Linked DNA regions of Salmo salar: region 2 is linked to region 1. The links are chromatin contacts, called in public Hi-C maps. All regions are on one chromosome and are shown on one strand. Each heading gives the region's core, a stretch centred on a gene start, on an enhancer-like site or on the middle of the called end of the contact. The rest is flanking DNA. Distances are from core to core; before and after follow the strand shown.

Region 1 (4,684 bases), core at 1,508-4,007:
ACCAATGACTTGAAATGTAACAATAAATGGAAAATGTAGGTTATTCTAGTCTATTCTAAAGGTCTGTAAATAAAAACAATAATGTCTATAATTTCTTTAATTTTGCCAATAGGATGTTTTGCAACTCAAGTCAGAGGCAGACAGTGTGCTCTATTGTTTCCTAAATTATTGACTAAAGAGAGCAACTTTTTATGCTTGGTATATCTTTTTTTGTTAGGATCATTGGACAATACAACTTGTAAGCACCAAGTTTTGCACCAGGACCAAATGCTATTTCATGTTGAGACCATTAAATGATTCTCAGACATAATACTGCCTTTCCAGATTGCTAGGTTTTCACAAAGCCTTTGTGGCTAGGGAACAATGGAAATGAGCGGGAGGACACAGTGCGTGTCACGTGACGTGGTGCCTTTGATTAACATTCTAGACTTATTTGTATGACAGGACCTCAGGATTAAACAAGGATATAAAAAAGGCTAAAAAGAGCAAGCAACTCCCTAATGTTGTTTCATACAACTAAAGTAAAAAAGGTACAGTATTGATACTTCATTCAACAATAAGCAACCTGTTGGTGAAGAATAGAATACCCTCCTTGGCCATATGTTTAGTTCAATACATTTGCATAAGTCAAATAGATAAAGCAATGATCACATGAAATTGTGATCAAAAACTTAATCTAAAATCTATTTGGCTGTTAACACAATATTCATGTATCAAAAGTGGCATGAAATGACTGCTCTGTGGATTTTTGTCCTCAATAGGTTTTCATTCTGACATAACTGTGTTACGTAGCCTAAATTAAAGTTTCCGACACAAGCCTGGTGGACTTTTGAGACATCAAAATTGTGTCACTCAGAGTACATTTCCTGGGGACTTAACGTGATCTGTAGACAACAGTTGGAGTTGGACATGTCCCAATTGGCTGTGGTTGTTCTCCACACTATCACCCAACGTGTGTTCTGTCGTCTTTCTGTGTTCATCATACAGGCTGGGTGGAGATCCATGGCAATGTTCCAGCCAGTTGCTGGAGATGTTTTGGCAAATGCCTGCTGACAGCGGTCGATGTGGATTTGTTCACTGTTCTTCATCACTCTTGACAGCTGGGGATGGGTTTCTCTCCCAATGACTACTGCACTGTGATGTATTCCTTAAACCATTCAGAATAGGAAAAAAAAATTCAAATGGTTTAGGAGGGTGTGATGAATGCTTTCTTCATTGAAAATGTTAATCTCAATGTCTAGTTTTAGAGATCCTATAATTCATATAATTGTTTTATTATATATAATTATTTGATTGAATGTGTTTCTAACCAGGAAAGCAAGTAAAAAAGATCTACATATCTTTGTTCATTAATCATCAAGTCAAAGTATCTGAAACTAACAAAACTGTAACATAGAACCTTAATCACTCAAGTATTGTTTATCTATGCTAGTAGTAGGAGGAGGGTTAGGTTGGGGTGGGGTTAACATCCAACATCCAAAGACAATATGATTGTTATTAGTTAGGTTTCCTGACTTTCTTGAGCCCTCACAAAATAAAAAAGGGCGAGTTTACCTATTCATGAGGTAAAGTAGGATTAGTACATCATTTATGTGAAAAAGCAAATTGTGAATAGATTTTTTGGAGTAGTCAATGGCATAATGATTGAGAGAAGAACCACAGTGAGATCTATGCTACTGCCAGCTGTCAGAGGAGCTGGTGTGGGGGAGGGGAGAAGCTGTTGCTTTGACATGCAAGTACTCTGATGAAAAGAAGAGGAAAGGTGATCAGCTGTACTAAGAAAGCATAAAGTATTGGTCTCGACTTTACACTCTCTTTGAGTAAATACATTCATCCACTTTTTATAGCTTGAATGGATATTCATTTAATGTTCCATTCGGTAGACCCCGTAGGTGTATTTATTGGTTGTACTGTAGTAGGCTATGGCATGTTATGGATGATAAACTGGTTAGTTTGGATCCTGGATGCTGGCTGATTGGTTGAAAGCTGTGGTATATCAGACAATATACCACTAGTATGATGAAAAAATACTTGTTTACTGTTATATTTATGTTGGTAACCAGTTTATAATAGCAATAAGGCACCTCAGGGGTTTGTGGTATATGGCTAATATACCACGGATAAGGGCTGCACTCCACATTGCATCATGCATAAGAACAGCCCGTAGCCGTGGTATTTTGGCCATTTACCACTATTTTGGCCATTTACCACTCTGGCCTTATTGCTTAATTATAAACCACTTATTTCTTTGAGCTAAACATTCAAACTAATGTCACAAGGGCTATCATTCAATGCTTGAAAAGCACAATGACCTGCTCCTGCATAGCACATAATCCCACACGTAGCTGAGTTTTAGGTCCCCATCCCCCCTCCCCAAATGGTGCTCTGTTCTGTTGCAATGGGAAGTGGAGTGAGAGACATGTAAAAGGTAGTCAACATGGCGTTGAGAATTTTGCTTAGCACAAAGAGTTGCTAAAACATTGCTAATTTATTTAGGCCTAGTTGCTAACTAACTGTGGCTGTCTCAAATGGAAATGATGTAGGATACAATCAAATGTGTACTAGCCCATACATCAGTCTTATACAGAATAGAGTAACACTAGCCAATTAATTATCTTATCTAGGCCTATCCTCTCTCAGACCAAATCAATAGCTGACTAATCATCCCGTGACACAAACGCCACTGCAATGATTACATTTGTTCTTGTCTTTTGTAGGACAGGCCTAATATATCTACAGACGTTCTGTAACCTTGTTTTCATAAGAGATACGTTTTTTTTTGCGCGTCCATTTGTGCGTCCCACAAGACAGCGGAGACCTTGCGAAATAGCATATTCAACTTTTGTTTATTCTTTAGATTAGAATAATTTACTTCATCAAAAGTTTCGACCACGTGACTGTCCCTGTCTCGCTTTTGGGGCCGTGAAGTGCACGCGCTACATCTCTCCCGGATTCGTTAAGAACGCGCTTCAGAACTCAACAGCTGCACAGTGAGGATGCAAGCGTTGAAAAAGAACAATATGACCGACAAACAATTGTAGCAAGGTGACTATAGTAGCTACTATTCTTGAACTAGTTTGGGGAGAGGACATAACACGCAGTTTATTTCACAATTAGCTAGATAACTATTTTTTCGATTAATCGAAAGTTTACCTGGAAAGCCTGAATTGGTAGATATTGGTGAGTTTTCGTGTTGCAGTTTTATCTGAAACAAACAACAATCAGTGTACCAGCATTGATTGCTAGCTATCTAAGTATTTCTGAAGGTGAACTCAAATTATGGTTAATTTGGATCACTGTTTTATTAGCTATGTCTGAGTCCAGAAATTGTTAGCGATGTCTTTGACTTTGTTCCTGCTAAATTAGGAACTAGCGTGTTTAGCTAGGTAACGTTAGCCAGCTATTTTATCCAAATGGCTGAATTTTGCAATGTTTGATAGGAAACCGCTGTCCCAATGTTTCAAATAATATGGGTGGTTAGCAGACGTTAATTTAACTAGCTAGTGCTAGTAAGCAGGATGTAGCTAGCCGCATAGCTAGCAAAACGAGTTACAAAAGTGTTAACTTTTGTCTGTATTATTGAATAATAGCAAATGTATCTCCAATAGAAAATCCATGATATGCACGATTTATCTTTTTGTGTGTGACATGAATAGTTATAGCTATACAACTTCATCTATTAGCCATTTAATTTGGCATGCATTACAGATTCATAACCGTTGGATTAACTCGACCAGTGCATCATTTGTTTTATCACGTTGCATAACAATAATCGCTCGAGAACAAATTGGAGACCTGTTTGATCAAATACGACTAGAAAAAAACTATCATATTAAAAAAAAATAGGTGGTTGACTGGGATGGTTCATACAGAGAAGCCTCATATTTTAGGTTGAGTATTTTCTCATCATGGAGGATGAAACTTGTAACTTCCTTGTAACTTCCTTATGAAACTGTGTACAGCTTTAACTGATTGCCAACACTGGCTTGTTGAACAAAGAATGAACATATTCTGCTAGGTCAGAATACATTTACTCAGAAGTGGAAACCAAAATAGGAACATTTTGAAATAAATTAATTACAAATAATTGACCATCTTTTTGTAGATACTATCAAACTCTTTATGCAATGTCGTCATTTTAAATATGTAATCTTGTATGAACTAGTTTATCCAGTTATTCCACATTTTATCCAACTGCTAAAAAGAGAACCAAGCCAAGGCTTTGCCAGTCATGTTTAGTATCTTTGCAGTAATAGCAAACTGTCGAACGTGCAGCAAAATGATGCATTCTTCACACTAGTTTATCATACTAGGAAATGTATATAGTCTCATATCTAGTTTCAATATGAGAACTCAACTTCTGTTTTATTTGAGTCATCTTGGTGCCTTTTAGCATTCTTAGGCCAATTCACCTTGCCATGATGATATCAACTAGTTTTCCCCTGTTTCTTCTACAGGAATGTACTTAAGACCTAACTCCCCTGGGTGATTCACTGCCAGTCTTCCACAATGATATTCAGCAACTTCATCCAGTAACTCCTTGCCTAAGGAAATACTCAAGTGTATATAGATCAATTGCACAACTTTTGGGGAGGAAATGCCAACTCACCTGTTGTTGCCATATGTGGAAAGTCCAGATGGACTTGGACAAGACAGTCTAAACATTAGTAGTGGTGCTAGCACG
Region 2 (4,684 bases), core at 990-3,489, 210 kb after region 1:
TTTCACTCATTAGCCTACCTAGTACGGCGCTTGGATTTTGAGTCAAGCTCGCTTTGTACCATGTGGGTCGCATCAGCCAGGTTTGGTTCAAACTGCTACTACCATCCATAATAGTCAACAACATATGACTGAAAGACATATCACACAAACACTGCTGGGGAGAGAAGTGAAGATTAGGAACTTGTTGTTCAGAGGGAAGAAAAGTAAACAGGAGAGTCAAATCTTCAGAACCCTGGCCTTTGCTTACCCATCAGCTGTAGATCATGGCTTTTCGCTATCCACATCTGGGAAAACAAAATTGACCAATGAGAAAGATTAGATAACCCATACATGCAGTATTAATTAGATAACCCATACATGCATAAACCATTTTAGCAGCAGCAGTTGTTGCATACATAGCCTACACTTTACAGATACGTCTTTTAGCAAAGATAAAAATGAAATAAATCCGTTTGAGCTCATTTCTACCAGCATGTCACCTGTACAACTAGAGGAGAAAAAAACTCTAGGTCACCTTTACTCCACACACAAAGGCACATACAAAACTCTCCCTCGCCGTCCATTTGGCAAATCTGACCATAACTCTATCCTCCTGATCCTCTGATTCCTGCTCACACAGGAAGTACCAGTGACGCACTCAATACAGAAGTGGTCCGATGAAGCGGATGCTAAGCGAATGGACTGTTTCGCTAGCACAGACTGGAATATGTTCTACTCCAACACCATCATTAAGTTTGCAGATAACACACGATGGTGGTGGGCCTGATCACCGACGACGAGACAGCTCACAGGGAGGAGGTCAGAGACCTGGCAGTGTGGTGGTTCCAGGAGAACAACCTCTCCTTCAGCGTCAGCAAGACCAAGGAGCTGAACGTGGACTACGAAGGTCAAAAGCCACGTGTCCTCCGAAACACAACCCTGCCAAGCCGCACTGCTTCTTGACACACTGCTCATTTAACACGGAAGCCAGCCACACCAATGTGTCGGAGGAAACACTGTACAGCTGGCTACCGAAGTTAGCGTGCATGCGCCCATCCGCCACAAGGAGTCACTAGAGTGCAATGGGACAAGGACATCCCAGCCGGCCAAACCATCCCCTAACCCGGACGATGCTTGGACAATTGTGTGCCACCTCATGGGTCTCCCGGTCGCGGCTGGCTGCGACACAGCCCGGGATCGAACCTGGATCTGTAGTGACATCTCTAGCACTGCGATGCAGTGCCTTAGACCGATGTGCCACTCGGGAGGCCAGGTGATATTTGAGAAGATTTTTTTTTTAAATTATGATTAGAATATTAAAAAAATATTATAAAAAATATTATTTTGGGTTAAAATAACACTCCAGGCAACTCATTGGTGTCTACAACTAGATAGAAAGTATGTAGAAATTATAATGGACATATATCTTCAAATAACTGCCCTTTTTCTGGCCCGCAAATTGATTTTGACAAACCCCAAAAATGTGTGGCCCTTAAATTTCAAAATCCCGATGTGGCCCTATCTCAAAAAAGTTTGCCCACCGCTGATCTAAGCCTAGGCCCTAGGCGGTAAATAAACAACATGTAGTAAAATGTAAAGTTACCGTTTTGATCACTCACCTGTCAAAAAGAACACCATCTGCAGATGAACAGAGAGGAATAGGCTGACATTTCACATTAAGATCCTGCTTATTCCTCTCTTTGGATTTGTGGATACATTTCATAATTTAAAAACTGTTTGTTTATGTCAACCGCGTGTATTCAACGGTGAGTGAGATGCTGCGTTAGCCTCTCGAATTTCAACTGGTACAACTACAATATAATGTGTTTTTTTTCTCAAAGTTGCCAGGATGTCACATGCATCACACTTATATCAGTGCACTCGTAACAACCTAAGCATTATGAAACTTCTATCAAATAAGTTGTATCAAAATAGCAATACATTTTTTATCTTGACTAAATTCGACACTCATTGTCCCCATACAAAAACTCATAATTAGCTTAATGATTCATTTTGGGAGCTAATCCCTCTCGCTTCACCTCTTCCTCTCTGACATTTGTTTGTTTGGATCCTATTTTTGTTTGGATTTTTACAAAGCAATTCAAAGATTTTGGATTTCATTAGAATAAGGCCCTTGGTTACGAGTCAAGTATGTGGCGGATGCTGGGAACTGAGACCTCCGAGTCATTAGATGGCAGTAATGCGCTGAAATGAAAATGAAAAATAAATTCCCCTGGAGGAAAAGTGTGTACTGCCGAAAAGTGAAGGGAGCCTGTCGTAAAATGGTTGCAACAATGTTGCCAGTAGAGAGTTCAGAGCTAAAAGTCAGTAGATAATAAACTTTTGCTATTTCAAAGGCGCTTGTTGTATTGTATACTTATGTTGAATGGATTCGATTCGAGGCGCCCGTCCCAAGTCGGTAGCCTACGTTAGGGGAGCCCTAAACTGAATTGATATCCAGCTATATTAGCGTTAAAATGGCATCATTCAACGGAGGGGGTAAGAACTCATAACAAATGTTCAAAACAAAGTCCACTTGGTAGTCAAATTATTCATTTAAATATTTGTGCTACACAAAAAGGTCCAATGCCTTTATCATCTAGCAGTCTGTTGTTAGCAATTATATGAAAATATGGCTAGCTATGTTTACAAGTTGCAAAGTAGGCCTACATTCAAATAGTCCCTACTCAAAGGTAGGATTAGTCTTGGTATTGCAGGGTAGGCTATGGTTGTCAATAATCATCATGGTCTTGAATAAAAGCTGGGTTTTATCCCATTTTTTCCCTCATCAACAGGAGGGAACCATGTACTTGTGGAAGTGAGCCCAGATATCCACATCTGTGGCTTCTGTAAGCAGCAGTACAATAACTTTGAGGTCTTTCTGGCCCACAAGCAAAATGGCTGTCATATACCCTCCTCTAACATATCAGCATCAAATTCCGCACCCACTCTTACAGGTAAGACCATAAGATGTCTCTCCCTACACGATCTTGTTTGAACATGCTACCCCAGACTCCTTTTATTATACTGTTGAAACAATGAATAGTCTATATGTTTTCAAGTTTAAAAAAAAGTCCTTTGTTATTTGGTAACTCAGTTGTCTGGAAATGTATCCTTTACAGTCAGAATATCCTCCCTTTGCCCCCAGATTCCAGCACAGAGTTTTTTGAGGAAGCCTACCAGACGTGTGTTATGAGAGGTGTCAAAAAGATCCTGACCAAAGCCCCAAAAACACCTTCCAAAAAAATAAAACCTGCCCTGACTTCAAAGAGACGCAGCTGCTGTTTCTCAGGTTGGTAGCTCACTCCCTCTTTCCTCGTTTATTACTCTTCTGACACATTGCTTCCATACAGCTGCAAGGGAGGAAGCACATTATTTGCTGGTCAGTTGCAACCAATTAGTTATTTACTGGGTCACATTTACTTTTTTTGATAGCTGACTTTTACACAACTTAATTCTACAGTGAAGTGGCCTTGAAATGTGGTTCAAACAACACTATTATATTCAGGCTGCATGAATCAATCAATTTTCTAATCAAATGCATAATTTATTCCTTTGCCCCTAGGTTGCTCTTTCAAGACACAGTACGGTCAAAAAGACATGGAGCGGCATCTCAAAACTCATACTGGTATGTAACAATACCAGTATTATTAGATCATAATTCAAATTGTATTTACGCTCATCCTAGTATGTATTGCAGTCGTGACATAAATGTATCCTCCAATCCACCTGTGTGTGTGTGTGTTTGTGTATATGTGCTTGTCTGTGTCCAGGTGAGAAGCCATTTGAATGTGAGCTGTGCCAAAAGCGGTTCAGCCGGAGGGACAAGCTGAACATGCACCTCCGATCCCACACGGGAGAGAAGCCTCACAAGTGCAAGTACTGTTCCTACGCTGCGGCCGACAGCAGCAGTCTGAAGAAACACCTCCGTATCCACTATGACGAGAGGCCCTTCAAGTGCCAGATCTGCCCCTATGCCAGCCGCAACTCCAGCCAGCTCACCGTACACCTCCGCTCACACACTGGTGGGTCTGCTTTCCCTTCACTACTTGGGTTGATTAATACACTGAAGCATGTAATTGGTGTTCACAAGTTATATAAGTCTGGTTCTGATATCTGGTTATTAAATGGTCTACATTGTTTCCCATTCATTTGGGATTTAAATATGGGACATGGACTCATTTCGGTATAAGACCACTTTTAACTTCTGAATAGTCTGACAAACGTACGTTTCGAGTCAAGTTTTTGTTGTTGTTGGGTGTTCTATAAAGATATATATTCCTCTATTTTAGGGGATGCACCTTTCCAGTGCACTCAGTGTGAAGCAAAGTTCAAGATCAACTCTGACCTGAAGAGGCACATCCGCATCCACTCGGGTGAGAAGCCTTATAAGTGTGACTTCTGTGAGTACCGCTGTGCCATGAAGGGCAACCTGAAATCCCACGTCCAGATAAAACACGGCACGTCCAACTCTTTTCCCTGCCCTGACTGTGACTTCCAGTGCACCAATAAGACAGCCCTGCGGCAGCACTCGCGAGAGCACCAGCCCACTCAACCCATCCAGTGCTCCAAGTGCATCTACTCCTGCTCCAGCAAGGGGGCGCTCAAGGTCCATGAGCGGATCCACTCTGAAGAGCGACCCTTCAAATGTGACTTCTGCAGTTTCGCCACCAAGCAGCGCAGCAACCTGGTCATCCACAAGAAG

What was found. Hi-C and Micro-C count contacts between places; a contact is called where the count stands out from the background.
Region 2: a Hi-C map of gill shows a contact between it and region 1, with 3 times the contacts expected there. The contact joins the promoter of LOC106567118 here to the promoter of LOC106567120 in region 1. A contact is called at or near these places in 2 of 3 Hi-C or Micro-C datasets (gill and muscle).

The regions. Positions count from the first base shown.
Region 1 is chrssa13:39,736,530-39,741,213 of Ssal_v3.1, forward strand. LOC106567120 (zinc finger protein 217) reads left to right here and starts at 2,758. Exons shown (of 5, transcript XM_014136040.2): 1 at 2,758-3,045; 2 at 4,458-4,684. The coding sequence starts at 4,598.
Region 2 is chrssa13:39,950,701-39,955,384 of Ssal_v3.1, forward strand. LOC106567118 (zinc finger protein 64) reads left to right here and starts at 2,240. Exons shown (of 6, transcript XM_014136035.1): 1 at 2,240-2,478; 2 at 2,775-2,936; 3 at 3,128-3,271; 4 at 3,545-3,607; 5 at 3,753-4,004; 6 at 4,272-4,684. The coding sequence starts at 2,457.